Regions from separate parts of the Mus musculus genome. Here all the other regions are linked to region 1. The links are chromatin contacts, called in public HiChIP or PLAC-seq and Micro-C maps. All regions are on one chromosome and are shown on one strand. The core of a region is the stretch at or near the end of the contact, and the rest is flanking DNA. Distances in the headings are between cores, read along the strand shown.

Evidence for each region. Hi-C and Micro-C count contacts between places; a contact is called where the count stands out from the background. HiChIP or PLAC-seq counts read pairs in DNA pulled down with a chosen protein or histone mark.
Region 2: a contact with region 1 is called in a Micro-C map of muscle stem cells, with 5 times the contacts expected there. The contact joins the promoter of Bhlhe41 here to the enhancer-like site in region 1. A contact is called at or near these places in 16 of 39 promoter capture datasets (the 3T3-L1 cell line, 3T3-L1-derived adipocytes, the C10 cell line and 10 more), 11 of 484 Hi-C or Micro-C datasets (the HPC-5 cell line, bone marrow-derived macrophages, cochlea and 5 more), 21 of 115 datasets of contacts at active chromatin or transcription factors (the 230-238 cell line, bone marrow-derived dendritic cells, bone marrow-derived macrophages and 16 more) and 7 of 9 other capture datasets (adipose tissue, bone marrow-derived macrophages, embryonic stem cells and 4 more).
Region 3: a contact with region 1 is called in a FOXA1 HiChIP or PLAC-seq map of pancreatic cancer cells. The contact joins two enhancer-like sites. A contact is called at or near these places in 10 of 39 promoter capture datasets (the 3T3-L1 cell line, 3T3-L1-derived adipocytes, the HPC-7 cell line and 5 more), 4 of 484 Hi-C or Micro-C datasets (bone marrow-derived macrophages, muscle stem cells, nephron progenitors and 1 more) and 2 of 115 datasets of contacts at active chromatin or transcription factors (microglia and pancreatic cancer cells).
Region 4: a FOXA1 HiChIP or PLAC-seq map of pancreatic cancer cells shows a contact between it and region 1. The contact joins two enhancer-like sites. A contact is called at or near these places in 8 of 484 Hi-C or Micro-C datasets (the G1E-ER4 cell line, the HPC-5 cell line, the N1E-115 cell line and 4 more) and 5 of 115 datasets of contacts at active chromatin or transcription factors (bone marrow-derived dendritic cells, a colorectal cancer cell line, embryonic stem cells and 2 more).
Region 5: a contact with region 1 is called in an HNF4G HiChIP or PLAC-seq map of pancreatic cancer cells. The contact joins two enhancer-like sites. A contact is called at or near these places in 2 of 484 Hi-C or Micro-C datasets (the N1E-115 cell line and muscle stem cells) and 1 of 115 datasets of contacts at active chromatin or transcription factors (pancreatic cancer cells).

The regions. Positions count from the first base shown.
Region 1 is chr6:146,110,240-146,113,136 of GRCm38.p6, reverse strand. Itpr2 (inositol 1,4,5-triphosphate receptor 2) reads left to right here. Exons shown (of 57, transcript NM_019923.4): 56 at 599-760; 57 at 1,380-2,897. The coding sequence ends at 1,466. Among named protein-coding and RNA genes, the nearest start is that of Gm35768, 32 kb to the left of the region's middle. Within about 2 kb of position 1,471, at least 75 of the 459 cell types and tissues checked have an H3K27ac peak or open chromatin away from gene starts, as enhancers often do. A contact at or near this core is called in cochlea, embryonic fibroblasts, embryonic forebrain and 5 more, where this site is marked.
Region 2 is chr6:145,864,015-145,866,911 of GRCm38.p6, reverse strand. It overlaps Bhlhe41 (basic helix-loop-helix family, member e41), which reads left to right and starts at 1,492. Exons shown (of 5, transcript NM_024469.2): 1 at 1,492-1,706; 2 at 1,852-1,915; 3 at 2,229-2,336; 4 at 2,670-2,781. The coding sequence starts at 1,645.
Region 3 is chr6:145,881,657-145,884,553 of GRCm38.p6, reverse strand. No RefSeq gene overlaps it. Among named protein-coding and RNA genes, the nearest start is that of Bhlhe41, 18 kb to the right of the region's middle. Within about 2 kb of position 1,388, at least 64 of the 459 cell types and tissues checked have an H3K27ac peak or open chromatin away from gene starts, as enhancers often do. A contact at or near this core is called in pancreatic cancer cells, where this site is marked.
Region 4 is chr6:146,269,938-146,272,834 of GRCm38.p6, reverse strand. The region is part of intron 37 of Itpr2 (inositol 1,4,5-triphosphate receptor 2); the gene reads left to right. Among named protein-coding and RNA genes, the nearest start is that of Gm35596, 52 kb to the right of the region's middle. Within about 2 kb of position 1,509, at least 182 of the 459 cell types and tissues checked have an H3K27ac peak or open chromatin away from gene starts, as enhancers often do. A contact at or near this core is called in muscle stem cells and pancreatic cancer cells, where this site is marked.
Region 5 is chr6:145,971,956-145,974,852 of GRCm38.p6, reverse strand. The region is part of intron 1 of Gm32838 (a long non-coding RNA gene); the gene reads right to left. It overlaps Gm38928 (a long non-coding RNA gene), which reads left to right. Exons shown (of 3, transcript XR_869599.2): 2 at 1-5; 3 at 559-922. Among named protein-coding and RNA genes, the nearest start is that of Gm38928, 4.1 kb to the left of the region's middle. Within about 2 kb of position 1,437, at least 44 of the 459 cell types and tissues checked have an H3K27ac peak or open chromatin away from gene starts, as enhancers often do. A contact at or near this core is called in muscle stem cells and pancreatic cancer cells, where this site is marked.

The DNA.
Region 1 (2,897 bases), core at 222-2,721:
AAAGAACCTTAGGTGAGGATGGAAGCAGGGACCCAGCATGGGTGGCTGGAACCGAAACCCTTTCTTCTGCCAACTCTGCTCAAGAGCAGTTCATGCCCCTCTCTCTCTCTCTCTCTCTCTCTCTCTCTCTCACACACACACACACACACACACACACACTCACTCAGTCCACTCTTGCTACCATCAGACCCTACCCCATCCTCCATCAGAATCACTGGATGCCTGCTTCATCAAGGACCATCTGGGACCCTGGAGGAAGTCATTGTTGACAAGGTCTTTCTTAGGCCATGAGGACCAGAGTCTTAACCCCTTGACTCCAATCCTGCCTCTTTCTGCCTCTAGCCAGAGAGGGACCTTTTGGTATATATACTTAGAGAGATTTTGTTTTGTTTTTTCCTCTGAGACAATCCTGCTATCTAGCCCAGGCTGGCCTGAAATTCACCTTGAAGTCCAAGCAATCCTCCTGCTTCCAGACTGCTGGGATTAATTGAGACACTGATTTAAATCCCAACAGTCATACGTGGAAACATTCTTTGTGGTTCCTCCAGCTCCCTCTCACACTCACTATCTGGTTCCTGCGCATTTATTTTCCTCCTAGGAGAAGAATTTGGACTGGTTTCCTCGGATGCGAGCCATGTCACTTGTCAGCAACGAAGGTGACAGTGAGCAAAATGAGATCCGGAACCTGCAGGAGAAGCTGGAGTCTACGATGAGTCTGGTGAAGCAGCTGTCAGGGCAGCTGGCAGAGCTGAAGGAGCAGGTCAGCAGGCTCAGGGGAAGGGAGTGGGGAGGGGGGTGATGGATGTAGGGAGGCTCGAGCCATTTACCTCTGTGAGCAAGGGGACCCAGAGACTCCAGGAAAGAAACCTCCCCAAGTATGCCTTGCAGTGTGGTGGCATCTCAGCAAGCAGGTGCTCCCCCACAACCCCTGCAAGCATTTTTCACCCTGTGGAAAGACAGGGAGGGAGCCCTTTGCTCTTGGTGATAGATTTTATCCTGCCAGGCTTCAGATAGCCAAGCTCATTGGAAAGGCAGGTGTTCCTAATGGCTGCCACTGTAACATCCCGATCAACCCTCTATCATATGACGGTCCTTAACACTCATAAAACAGAATATCACCAGGCCCCTTGGTAGCCGTTAAATGCTTACAGCAACGGTGATAAGAACACAACAGATCCGTTTCCTAACCACAGAGACAATGGTTGCTCTTTCTCACTACCTCTGTTTATGGTAATTTAGTTTTCAAAATAATTTCTTTTGTGGTTATCATATGTGGAACCAGACAGTGGGCTCTTGGGAAAGAAAACAAGACCTCAGTGGCCGGCAGGTACTGGGGAAGAACTGAGAAAGCCAGCTGAACACGCTCTCTCTCTCCCCAGATGACAGAACAAAGGAAAAACAAGCAAAGGCTGGGCTTTCTTGGATCAAACACACCCCATGTGAACCATCACATGCCACCGCACTGACACCATGGGGGCACGCCGTGACCAGCCTTTCATCGGATGCCTGCCTCATCACAGAGGGATGGAGATGGAGGGGAGCGAACAGTGGCTATTGTTGAAAAGCTAAAAACAACCAAGTGCCAAGATGCTGAGCCATTTAGCTCCCAGAACAATCCGTAACTGTGTTTGCACGCTTGAGAAGATTCAAGCTTAGAGAAAAAAAGAAAAAAAGAAAAAAGAAAAAAAAAAACGCATAGGGCACAGACTCTCTCGGTGGGGCAGGAAGTAGCCAGCCTGAGGGGCTGTTGGGGGTGGGAGAGTCTGGTGTGGAGCAGCAGACCTCCCCCTGCTTGATCGATAGGCCTTGGATTTGTCTCACACGCTGACTGCAGCCTCCGTCATGGCTGGTTGGAATTTGTTCGAATTGTGGCACTCAGGTCATCGAGACAGGAAGCCACACTCTGCTGGCTAAGTCTGACTAAGAAAAAAAAAATTTAAAAGATTAAAAAGGAGAATTGAAAAGATGTCATTAAACTTCTGAACCTTACGTGTTAGCTGGACATTTTCTTCTTGGCACGAGACACAATGGGCTCAGAGCACTGCCCCTCAGTGCTTCAGAGTTCATACCCCACACACTGAAAAACATAACTGGATCAGGGTGGCTGTCTCCAGGACTCTGTGCGGGCCTGTGCAATGAGAAGCTTTCTTAGAACTGGCTAAGAGTGTGCTTAAAGTCACGTGCGTGCTAAGATGTTAAAGACCTGGAGAAGGGAAGCTTAACCATAAGGCCCAGGAAGTAATGTTTTGAGTGCCTATGCTACTAAAATATATAGGCATTGAAAGGAAATCTCGGGGGTGACGCAAACACTCCGATGGCCTTGCCTTTTAAAAGCAGGTTGGCTTATATCTGTGGTGCCTGAGGACCTGAATGCAGTCCCTGCAGCTGTGGGAGAGAAGTCTAAGAATTGTATTGACTACATAAAAATACACAACAACATTTCAATGGCCTATTTAAGACTATTAGAGTAACAGCTTTTCAAGACGTAGGCAGCTCATAATTCCTTCCCCCAAACTGTTTTCACGTTGAGTCATACAACCAGAACTTGTCAAGGGGAAAAAATAGCCTGGAAGGAGGGATTTCTCTTGGAGACTCTTCGAGGTGTCAGAGGCAGACAAATAATGAAAGTGTGAGGTGGTCTTGTGGTGAGGGGCCACCAGCCAAGACACCACATGCTGAACCAGAGACCCTCTGGTCTCTAGATCCTTTAAGCTCTCAGCCACCAAGGGCCAGGTAGGGCTTGTTACAACAACTTTTAAAGCTTTATGGCATTTCAATACAGTTTTAGCTGTTAGCTCCTAAAAAGTAAAAGCAAAAATAAATTAAACACTGGATGTATATGAACCCCACTGTACAGGCAGGAACCTGAATGGCTTACCTTCTAATTTCATAGGTGT
Region 2 (2,897 bases), core at 243-2,742, 250 kb after region 1:
GTTATCATTAATTAATCGCCTGCTGCAAAACAAGCCCTGTCGTCCTACTCGAGGAACCAGGGAGGGTGCTGGAAAGGAACTCATCCCGGCAGCTCCGCCCAGGACTTGGGCTCCAGCGCCGCGCGGCTAGGCGGGGAGGAGGCTCCCGGCACGTGACCCGCTCCAGCCGCCCTGGCCCGCGACCCAGATCCGTCCCCGGAACCCAAGCGCCGCTGCCCTGGCCCTGCTGCGCTCCAGTGCGCGTGCATTTGGGGCCCAGGTTCCTTCTCGGTTCTCGTGCCGCTGGCGATAGCGAATGTCCGAGAGTGAACGTGATTGTCAATTCTGAGAAATTAGTGTAGGAGCAACCTGGGGTCTCCCTGCCCACGGGGATGGAATTCAGATTCTTATTTAGCTTGAGTTGTGGGGACACTGAGCACCTGGGGACGGCTGTCCCCAGCTGTGTGGACCGAGCTCCCGAGGACACGGGGCGCGCGCACGGCATCCCTGCGCGCTGATGTGGCAGCCGCCGCAGGTCGCATCACGTTGCCGGCCCTGTGCTGGTACCCGCTGGAGACAGGATTAAGGAGGGAGGCCGCGGAGGTGCCAGTAGTAAACGTGGGCTCGCCACACTCTCGGCGTGGCTTATCGCACGAGGGAGACGGGAGGCAGCACAGTGTCTCGCAGGCTGGGGCGGGCAGGACCCGGACTGCGTGGCTTTCCCGCAACAGTCCTTGCGTGCCTCCTGCCCTGTGCCACCCTTCCCCCTCCCTGCTCTCCCCCGGGAGCACCCGAGGCCCCAAACGTCATCTGCCTCTGTGTGATTAGTGTCACCGCAATTCCGGCTGCTGCGGGAAGTTTAGGTGGCCCGGGGACACTGTTGCCAGAACCACTTGGTATGCGACATTCTGAATCAGTGTCTACATTTTCACTGATCTTAAATCCGGGAAGCAAATTGCAAGTCACCCCCTTTTCAGGGTAGGTCTCCAGCCTGACCTAAAGGGTGTCTTTCTACCCGACCCTTCTTTCACCCCTGGCCAGTAAACAATGAGCAAAATCTCCGAATTTTCCTTCCCCGCTCAAGTTTAGCCACCACGAATTCGCGTTCTTTCTCTGGCCCAAACCAACAGCAATTGGTGGGAAAGCCAAAGGCCACGTCCTCGGTTCTGCACCGAGATGCTGGACGAGCCGGGGGAGCCCCTCGTCCCGCCCCGCCCCCGCGCCCTGCAGCGCCTCGGGGAAGACGAACGGCTCGCCGGGTGGCCGCTCCTTCCAGGTGGCCCCAATCAGGTGTCCCCGCCCCCTCCCGGCCCCTCCTCCCCGCCCCCCTCCGGGCTGGACCGCGGATGGTACGTTCCGCACGTGAGCTGGGTGCTGGTCTGGCCGGCGACGCGCGTGCCCTGTGGCCAAACACTGCCCGGAGTGAGAGCAAACTACCAGCGCAGTGCGTGTGTGCGCGCGGGTGTGCGCGCGCGGGTGTGCGAGAGGGCGAGCGAGCGAGCACGGGGCGGAGGGGCGGCCAACTGCTTCACACTTTCAATACTGCACTGAAGAGGGAGAGCGAGACAGCCTGGAGACGCACACATCCCCCCAAAATCTCTCCAGGCGACCGTCCCACAGATTACAGGACAGAAACCTCCAAATCGAAACGGACAGCCATTGAACATGGACGAAGGAATCCCTCATTTGCAAGAGAGACAGTTACTGGAACATAGGGATTTTATAGGGTAAGGTGTACGCACCGTTGCGAATATCTGTCTAGGCGTCGGTTTGGCTTTTTTTTTTTTAATCCCCTGCACAAAGTGATATGGAGCGGGTGAGGGCAGAGCCCCTCCCGGAATGGGGGCCTGATGCTGATTTCTGTTTTTGCAGACTGGACTATTCCTCTTTGTATATGTGTAAACCCAAAAGGAGCTTGAAGCGAGACGATACCAAGGTAAGTCTTAAGTTTCCCATAACCTGCCTGGATAGTTAATTAGGGCCATTGATTTCGCAAGGAAACTCTGCCCGCAAATATATTCCAGCCCTGAGCTTTCCTAACTGTGAATTTTAAGTGGCTTGCTGGATACTCCGGGGGATATTCAACACCGCACCTGAATTTAAATTGCATTTTAGAAGTCTAGAGGAGAGAGTTCTGGGCATTAGTTCATTACATAGTGTGTTTGGGGGTTGGGGTGGGAGGGTTCTATCCAGTAAGTGAATGAATGTTTAGCTCACTGCTGTATCTTTTCTCTGGCTCGTGTATGAAGGATACCTACAAGTTACCGCACAGATTAATAGAAAAGAAGAGACGAGACCGAATTAATGAATGCATTGCTCAGCTGAAAGATTTACTGCCCGAACATCTGAAATTGACAGTAAGATGCACATTTTCATTCTCCTGATGGACTCCGGGGTGTATTTACCTGATAAAATTCCCAGAGATAGGATAATAAATGTAAATATTAAGAGGCCTGCCTTCTAACTTGTGCTGTAACTAAGAGTTTCCCAGAGACTCAGAACAGGGGCTCCGGGCTAATGGCAGAGATCATTGACGACCTGACTGTGGGGAGCTGAGCAGCGCTTCCTTCCCAGTGGTGTGTGTGTGTGTGTGTGTGTGTGTGTGTGCCTGTCTTAAGTTGCTGGGCTGCGTGGAAATAAAAATGCGTGTTTTAAAGTAACCCCTGTCCCCCTTTGTCGCACCACTGCAGACACTGGGGCATTTGGAGAAAGCAGTAGTCTTGGAATTAACTTTAAAGCACTTGAAAGCGCTAACAGCCTTAACTGAGCAGCAGCATCAGAAGATAATTGCTTTACAGAATGGTAAGTGGGTCTGAGGAAGCCAGCCTGCCCTGATACAAAAGGGGGTAACGCTGGGGGCGCAACGCTAGGACTCCCCCGCTGCGTCCTCTCCTGGTGAACGTCGCCTCTTTCCCTTT
Region 3 (2,897 bases), core at 139-2,638, 230 kb after region 1:
CACAGTAGCACATATGTCCTGTTTGAAGGAGCATCTCCATTCCTCTTCTGGAGTATCTTCCTGCCTTTGTCTCTTCACAGCCTCTATGCTACATATTGTTTTTTTATTTTTGTTACAAGATTTCTTGACTGAACCAGTGCTCAAGCATTACTGCTTCCAGAAACCTTCAGAATTAAGACACCCCCCTCCACCCCAACAGCCACTTGTTACTTTGTTTTGTTTGTTTTTGTTGACATGGGTCTCCTGTAGCTAAGACTGGCCCTGAACACCTGATCCCTTTGCCTGTATCTCCCAAGTACTGGGATAACAAGAGTGTACCCCCACAACATGTACTGTAAATTTACTTCAAGTTTTAGGAGCACCCTAAGAAAGACAGTTAAACCCTTCCAGCCTGAGATCCTTGCTCTGTGCTCTTGGTTGCATGGTAAAGCCTGGAAGTTTTAGTCTTACACTTGGAAGTTTTATTCTTACAAACCATTTAGATTTATAAGGTTGTAACTAAAACTATGCCTTTGAATACAAATTTTTGGTCAAATCCTAAAAGGTTTACACTTACTGAGAAGTCGATTTAACATTCATCACACCTTTCTGTGGCTGGTAACTTCCCTGACCATGTGGTGGAAACGGAACCTTCATACACTTCTGGCAAGAATGCAGTGGGGGCTGAAGCCCTTTCGCAAAGCTGTCTGTCCCTCAGTTACTATGTAACTAGCATCTGCCCCAGCCCACATCCTAGAGAACTGAAAGCAAGTGCACACAGCCTCATGCCTGGTGCTCAGAATGTCATTCATGAGCGCTCAAAAGAACATGCCCTGGCTAGCAAACACAGAAGTGGATGCTCACAGTCAGCTAATGGATGGATCACAGGGCTCCCAATGGAGGAGCTAGAGAAAGTACCCAAGGAGCTAAAGGGATCTGCAACCCTATAGGTGGAACAACATTATGAACTAACCAGTACCCCGGAGCTCTTGACTCTAGCTGCATATGTATCAAAAGATGGCCTAGTCGGCCATCACTGGAAAGAGAGGCCCATTGGACACGCAAACTTTATATGCCCCAGTACAGGGGAACGCCAGGGCCAAAAAGGGGGAGTGGGTGGGTAGGGGAGTGGGGGTGGGTGGGTATGGGGGACTTTTGATATAGCATTGGAAATGTAAATGAGCTAAATACCTAATAAAAAATGAAAAAAAAAAAAAAAAAGAACATGCCCTGGATTCTATCAACTGCTAAGTGGGCAAATAAAAGTGCCATAGTCATGCAATGCAATGTGGTTTAGCAGTAAAAAAAAAAAAACTAGTAAAATATTGTATGCTATTGCAAGGATTAACCCTGAAAACAGGAAATGAACTCAACTGTAGAGAGCAATGACTCACATGGTTCTGTGCACATGAGATATCCAAATGGGTAACTCCACAGAAACAGAGAGTAGGTGGGTCACTAAAAGTTACACCAGTATACATTAGCTGAAACGATAGATGAAAGTGTCTTGGTGTGGTGCTACAGAAGTGATTATCTGTGAATGACCCTCTTCCTCAGCCTTCCAAGTATGGGATCCCAGGTTCACAGCAGCACATCTGGCTCTAAGACGTAGTTTTAGTGAGTATTTAGACTATTAGTAGCATACCCATTCAAATTTGATAATATATTAATATATGATCACAGAGTAAAAATTTAGTCATGTAGAAATTAAAAGCTACTCCACCACAAACAGTAGCCCCATTCTGTGAGGTCATCTAGTCTTTCTACAAATATTTACTGGGCTCCGGTCTGTCTTCAAGAGTCAGGAGTCAATAAGGCTCGCTTCCGTCTGCTCCTGCTTTGTGTTGCTACAGAACAGGGGAAACACCTCTGTGCTTGAGACACTACACAGGAGGAGAGCTACATTTCAGAGGTCCTGGGTCTCAATGCCACAGGGCCAATGAGAGAGAATAAAGCCCATCTCTCACCTCACAAGAAGGATCACTGTGGCCTCGGTGGTGTAGCTCCCCTAGTTTAGCTGCTGGGAGCTCTTGGGTTTCTTTTGTTCTGTTGGTTTCAGTTGTTCCTGCCTCAGAGCCTGGAGGCCTAGGCTGATCTTCACGCAGTCTCAGCCTCCAGGTGACAATATTACCCTCATTCAACATTTGTCCAAATCAGAGAATTGTGCTGTAAAGTCCATTCAATATCATACCCTGCATTTCACAAGCCAGCACTCCAGGTGTTTCTAACTCTTGTAGCTGATGACGATCAGGTAAATTCCACACCAAGCCAAGGAAGTGTCTCTTCTGCTTCCTCCCTGCCTGTAATCCCCCACCTCCACTTTCACTGATACATTGTTGGTAGAGAGTCTCTTGCAAGTATTTACACTATGAAAATTGGCAGAAACTTCAGGGGTTGGTTTTCTTGGTTATTAGGCCAGAGAAATCATGTGTCATGTTGATTGTACTTAGCACTGTGTCGCATCGGAACTTTGCATTGTGAGTAACACACAAGAAAGCAGAAAAACCATTTCCCATTGTGTGAGAGTTGTTACTAATTGCTCCTGTATTTAACAAATGACTAAGGTTATTTTAAAAAGTCTTTTCTCCGTAGTACTTTCACCTTAATCACTAAAATAAACAAAAGTCTCAACCAACTTTCATGTTGGAATTACATTTATGAATTAATTGCAACTGTAGGCTGGCAAAGGATACAGGGTCAGCAGAAATCAATAAAACCATTCACTGAGAATTAATCAGCTTCATGGAATTTATGTGAGCAATGCATATTTTATTATTGCACATCACTGTATGTGTTTTCTACACATCTTTCAGACTGCACATACAGACATGCTTTTCCCTGAGGTCCAGTTAAACATTCACTACCACACCACTACTTCCATCTAACCCTGACTACTACATGCATGGCATTGTAATGCA
Region 4 (2,897 bases), core at 260-2,759, 160 kb before region 1:
TGATGGGCAGGCCATAGGGACTTGAGGATGCTGCTCTCTTGCTGGTCCCTGTCTTCATGGCTCACCTCCTGGTAGCAATATTTACATTGAAATCTTTTGAAAATCACTTACTATAGTGGGTGCTGTGGAGGAGGACAACTTTGTGAGTGAGGCTGGATTAAGCTTAGGTTTGAACCAGGCTTACTTGCCTATCTTGTCAGGCCTGGATTCATTTTTTAAGCATAAATTATTTGCACAAACTAATAGCATTATTTGTGACATACTTCTGAGTGTCTATAACATATTTTGGTTGCTCCAACTTCAACACCTGTGTATATGGCCTCCCTGCCTCCTTAGATGTCAGTGGGCAGACCATAGAGCAGGGCTACAATTGAGATGCAATATCACAAGTTACCAGTAGGCGTCACTGTTCCATAAATGATGTCTCTTGGAGTAGCTGAGTACAAACCTTTAAATTATATAAATGTTTTCATTTCTTCTCATTGATACTTTGAATTCTCACTATATAATTTTAAATATTCAAGCCAGGTGAGATCAAAACTGTTTCTACCTAAATCTAGTTCAGGTTTTATTCAGAATTCTAGTCATTGGTGTTATTTTAAACAACTCTTCCCCTGTTTAATTTTAGCTACTGTAATATTAAATCGCTTCCTTCGGTATTACTTTGGTATTTAATAAAGACATAGGTGCATCTTGGAATCCTGAAAAACACATGTTTGTCACTTCTTCTGTGTGTTTGTGGGTAGTCTCTGCTTTCTCTTCATGTGTCAAGTTCATACCATCGCAGGTTGCCTGCCAAGCTCTTGTTTTTGAAAATAGCAGGCACACATTGATTGCTTTATACCTGGGTTCAGGATCTTTGTATGTAGATAGACTTTTTTTTTAGAATGAGAATTCGAATACAGAAAAGGATAGGTGTCCATTTGGCATTCAGTGCTTTTTCACTAGGGCCCAGCATTAGCATAAGAGAAGGCCTGGGGGTGCGTAGATGCTCAGTCACATTCACCACACTCATGTGAGCTCAGCGTTAACAGAGTAGCATCACCAGGAAACTAGATATACTCATGATATCTCATGATAGTGCGTGTTCTGTCCAAGCGCTGGGAACAAACCATGTGTGTCTGGAGTTAGTTGTTCCTTGGGGCTCACATTTGGAGAAACACTTATGATTGACAATTGGTTATACTTACTATAACATCTTAAATAAATTATCCCAATGTAGCCACAATCTAAAAGTTTATTTGAAAGGGCAGGGGGAGAGTTGTACAGTGTACATTTGACACCTGCTTTTGCTGTGGCTTGTGGTGACTTCTGTCCTGATATGATCTGTATACAGTGTGATCACTTTTAAAAAAGACCTCTCCCTACTGGTAGGCAGGAAACCGTGTCTTGTGTTCACTGCCAAGAAAGTCCCCAGGCACATGACAACACATGTGTACACTGCATATCAGAGCTGCAGGGTGTGGTTGGAGGAGACACGGACGGCTGAGCCACTGAGGCGGCTCTGCCAGCAGCAGCCTGTGGTTATGTAACTCCTGCAGTGTCTGGCGCTGTGCTTCACTGGAGACAAGTCACGTGCTGTGCAATGCCATTGCCTGAAATTCAGTTGCTCTGAAGGATCCGTGAGTCTGCGTGAGAGAAGCTTTGGCCGCTCTGTACTAGAAAGCAGATGTTGATCGGCTGCACATAACTGATGAGTGTGCACACTAATTCCAGCAAGGACATTTGCTGTCTGTCTGTCTGTATCTCATTATGCTCCTGAAGAGAGAAAATTAAGTATTATGTAATACGGACAAATAATGAAGTGGAGGGAAGCAACTCAGTCCTCCTCACTAGAAAAACTTGTCCCACATCACTTAAAAATATTTTTATGATGATTCAGCAATTAATGCAACAACAACAACAACTATTCCTACTACTACTACAAAAGTAACATACTGGACATTATTTTTGGGAATTTGTGTAGGTAGCAACCAGTATTTTCCCCCAATGCGTGGTCTATGAAGGAAAAAGGAAATTTGCAAATTTTAAGGAACATTAGTGAGAAAAAATTAAATTATGAGTTCAAGTGGACTTTTCTTTTTAAAAGATTTTTATTTTATCTTTGTTTGTGTATGTGCATCTGCATATGCAGGTATCCACATGGGCCGTGGAGGGTGCCAGACCCTTGGGGCCTTTGTCCTTGTGGGGCCATCTTTCCGGCTCTTCAGATAACCTAGAAGGTTATCTGAAGTTAGAAACTTTGGGCAGATTTTACTTTCTTTGTGAGAGTTGTGGAATTGGGACCAGTCAGAAATTCACCCTTATTATATGGCTGAGACTTCAGATTGCATCTCTCAGAAGGAGATCTGGAGTCTGCAGGAAGGCAGCGGTCGGTCGGTGTAGGGAGAGAGGCTGAGGGTTCATTTATCTTCCCTGGGGCCTCACAGAGAACCCAGAATACAGCCAACTTGGGCTCAGCTCTCCTGACCGCCTCTGGCTTCCTGCCTGCAGGATTTCAGCAGTCAGACCGATGCTAATGGCTGTGAGTAGAAATCAAAGGCCCTGAAGCCCAGACTCAGTCCACTCTGCTGTGTCAACAGGGATTAGCTGTTCAGTTCTGTGATTTTGGGTAGGTTCCTCTTAAACTGTAACAAAACCAATGTTGTTCATTTTTTTCCCTCTTGCAAAAGGTCTTTTTATTTTTCTCTTATTCGTTAAAACCTCCGGATGGGAGTTTGTTGAAATCCCCATTTTTATTCCAACCTTATCGTACATATGTGGATTCTGCGTGTTGTTTTCTAACACACTCAAAATGAGATTATAACAATCAGCTCTTTCATAGATGATCTGACTTAGGCGGGACATTCGACACACGTGTGTGATTTACTTTCCTGTCAGCAGAATGCATGTTTGTA
Region 5 (2,897 bases), core at 188-2,687, 140 kb after region 1:
CCAAGGTAAAGTAAAATAAAGGAAAGGAAAATCATGGCAGATTTTAGCATAAGTCTACACTGGGTAAGCAGGGTAAGGTTGAAGCTGGATGACCCTGGGCAGACAATCTCCACTTTCTCCTGTTTGATCTCGTGTAAAATAAACGTGTCAGGGTAAGAGTCTTCTTGCTTTACAGCCTCGATATCAGATTGCGAAGTATCTTTCTCCCGTTAAGAAAAGTGGTATAGGAATTTGCTAAAGAGATTATAATAATATTTCCTTTTGGTTTTGTTTTGTGTTTTTCCCCTCAAATCAAATATATATATATATATATATATATATATATATATATAGAGAGAGAGAGAGAGAGAGAGAGAGAGAGAATATTAGTAGCAAGACCCAAACTTTAAAAAAAAAATCTCTTTTGTTTTATGTCCAGGTCCCAGCTATACCCCTCATATATAAATGGGGGTGTAAAAAAGAAAAACATTGTCTCTAAAATATATGTATTAAAATCCAGTAATTTCATTAGACCCTCAACAGAAACCCCTCTCACCAAGCAATTTGTGACCCCTCCAGGAAATCCTGAGTGCCCCGTGGAAGTATCACACTCGTTCCTTCGTGTGGCCTTCTGTTATGGTGTGACCATGAAGACCATCCACAGGCCTGTGGTCAAGCTTGATTGCCAGCTGATGGACTTGGGCATGTGATTGGGTCCTAGGATCTCTGACCCAATCAACGAGCTGAGGCCTTAACAGGTTCACAGTGTGATGTATGTAAGGGATTGGGGAGCAGGAGGCAGGGCCCCTTGGAGAAAGTGAGTCCGTGAACGGTGTGTTCTTGGGGACTAGATCCCACCCTGGCCTTTTCCACACCCTACTTCCTTGCTTCCTGCCACCTTATCCTGCAACCATGACAACCATGATGCTGAGCTTCAGCCCGGGACCAGAACTGACAGAGTTGGCTGTGGCATCCACCATCACTGAAATCAGAAATTAAAATAAACCTTCCTTCTTTGAAGATGTTGATGAGAGGCATGGGTGGCGTGCTGCAACATAAACAGGGGTAGGAGGAGGGAGGAGGGGAACCTGACAGACCCTTCCAAACTCTCTCAATCAGAAACTGCTGCTGTGTTCTGGGAGAAACAGGCATGAAATGCTTGTGTGCGGGTATCTAAGGGTTTTCGTGCCACAGACCCTCCATGGATCCTCCTCTATAGTCTGGTTTTGAAAGAAAAACAGAGGCAGAAAGCTCTCTTGGTGTGGGAGGGGCAGAGCTTTGGAGTGGTAATGGTGTGGTATGCCCTTTGACCTTTTGCTGTTTGCTCACGGTCAGGTCAGAGCCATGAGACTTCCCCTGAAAGCAATGGCTTCTTCCCTCCATTGCTATACAGTGATGTGTTAGTGTCTATTTTTAATTTACAAGCGTTCTGCAAGTCTACAGCGGATCTGTTTTAGCTCCTTGGAGTCTACAGGATGTAAATGCACAACCCTCCACATTTAGATTCTGACAGACAGGACTGGTATAGTTTGCCTCTTGCTACAAACCATAGTGCTCAGGGAAGGCAGTGTAGCTTTAAGCAATGCTTTAGAAAGGGTCTCTGGGACTCCAGGGCCGTCTTGACTGTCTAGATGGGAGACTGCAAAGCCCAGGAGTGATGGTTTGCCCAGAAAGGTCCTTAGTAGGGCTTTTACAAAGAGCTGCCCCACTATGGGGTCTGAGTTACCACTGCTGTACAAGGTCCTGGGACAGCAACAACAGTGAATAAGAAGAGGGCGACTGTGTATTAGTTCATTTCCTGTCGCTGTGACAGAACAACAGACAAGTGTGACTAAACACTGGAGAATGCGCGTTGACTCATGCTTCAGGTAGGGAGAGAGTCGACAGGGAGGGAAGGCAAGGTAACCAGAACATGAGACAGATGGTCACACTAACTCAGGAGTCGGGACTCAAGAGTGGGGCATGCTTATGAAGTCTCCCCATGACCCACTTCCTTCAGAGAGGCTGTACCTCCCACAGTTCCACAATCCACCCCCCCCCCAAAAAAAAAAACAGCATTACCAACTGAGACCAAGTGTTTCAACACCTGAGCCTATGGGCAACATTTCACATCCAAACCATAATACTCCCAGCTGGGTTTGAAGACAAAGGCCCATATAATCCATGCAAATGTTTCACAGATCTCCCAGGTCTCCAGAGCAGAGGCGGCAGGATGTCCTTCCATGCAGCTGTCCCTAGACTCCCTGAAAGGCCTTTGGAGTGCTTATCTAACAAACAGCCTCTGCACATTTGGTGCGGCATGGCTTCCCAAGGGCACTGAGCCTCGGGCCTTCCAGATGCCAGGGCTTGGAAGCATTGGTTCACTTTCTTCACTGATTAGAAAGCATGTCTGAGTTAGGAACACAAGACAAATCATCAGAATTCCACGCAGTGTTTTCAGGGAACAGAGAGAGGAGTTGCCTTGGTTATCCACGTCAGAAGACAGAAACTAGCTGTGGTGGTGAGTGTTACTATGGCCTTCAGGAGTTAACAGGGCTTCTCTGGCTTCCTGCTGTGTCTGTGATTTCAACATGTAGATGGTTACCACAGATCTCTTCACCACGCCATCATCACTGTATTGGCCAGGGAGCACTAAGGGAACAGACTAAGAACACACAATCACACCACACACACACACACACACACACACACACACACACACAAGATTTACAGTGGCTTCCATAACACGGCCCAGCTAATCCAACAATGGCTGTCTCTCACTGGAGAGCTAAGAGTCCTGTAGTTTCTTGGGCCATGAGGCTGGATACCTCAGTAGTTCTAGAATGGTCTAGAGGATTCCTAGAGAGCTGCTGGTCTTCAATCTATATTGGAACCCTTAAGAATTCTGCTCTAGGTTCTAGGGAAAGATAAATCAGTGG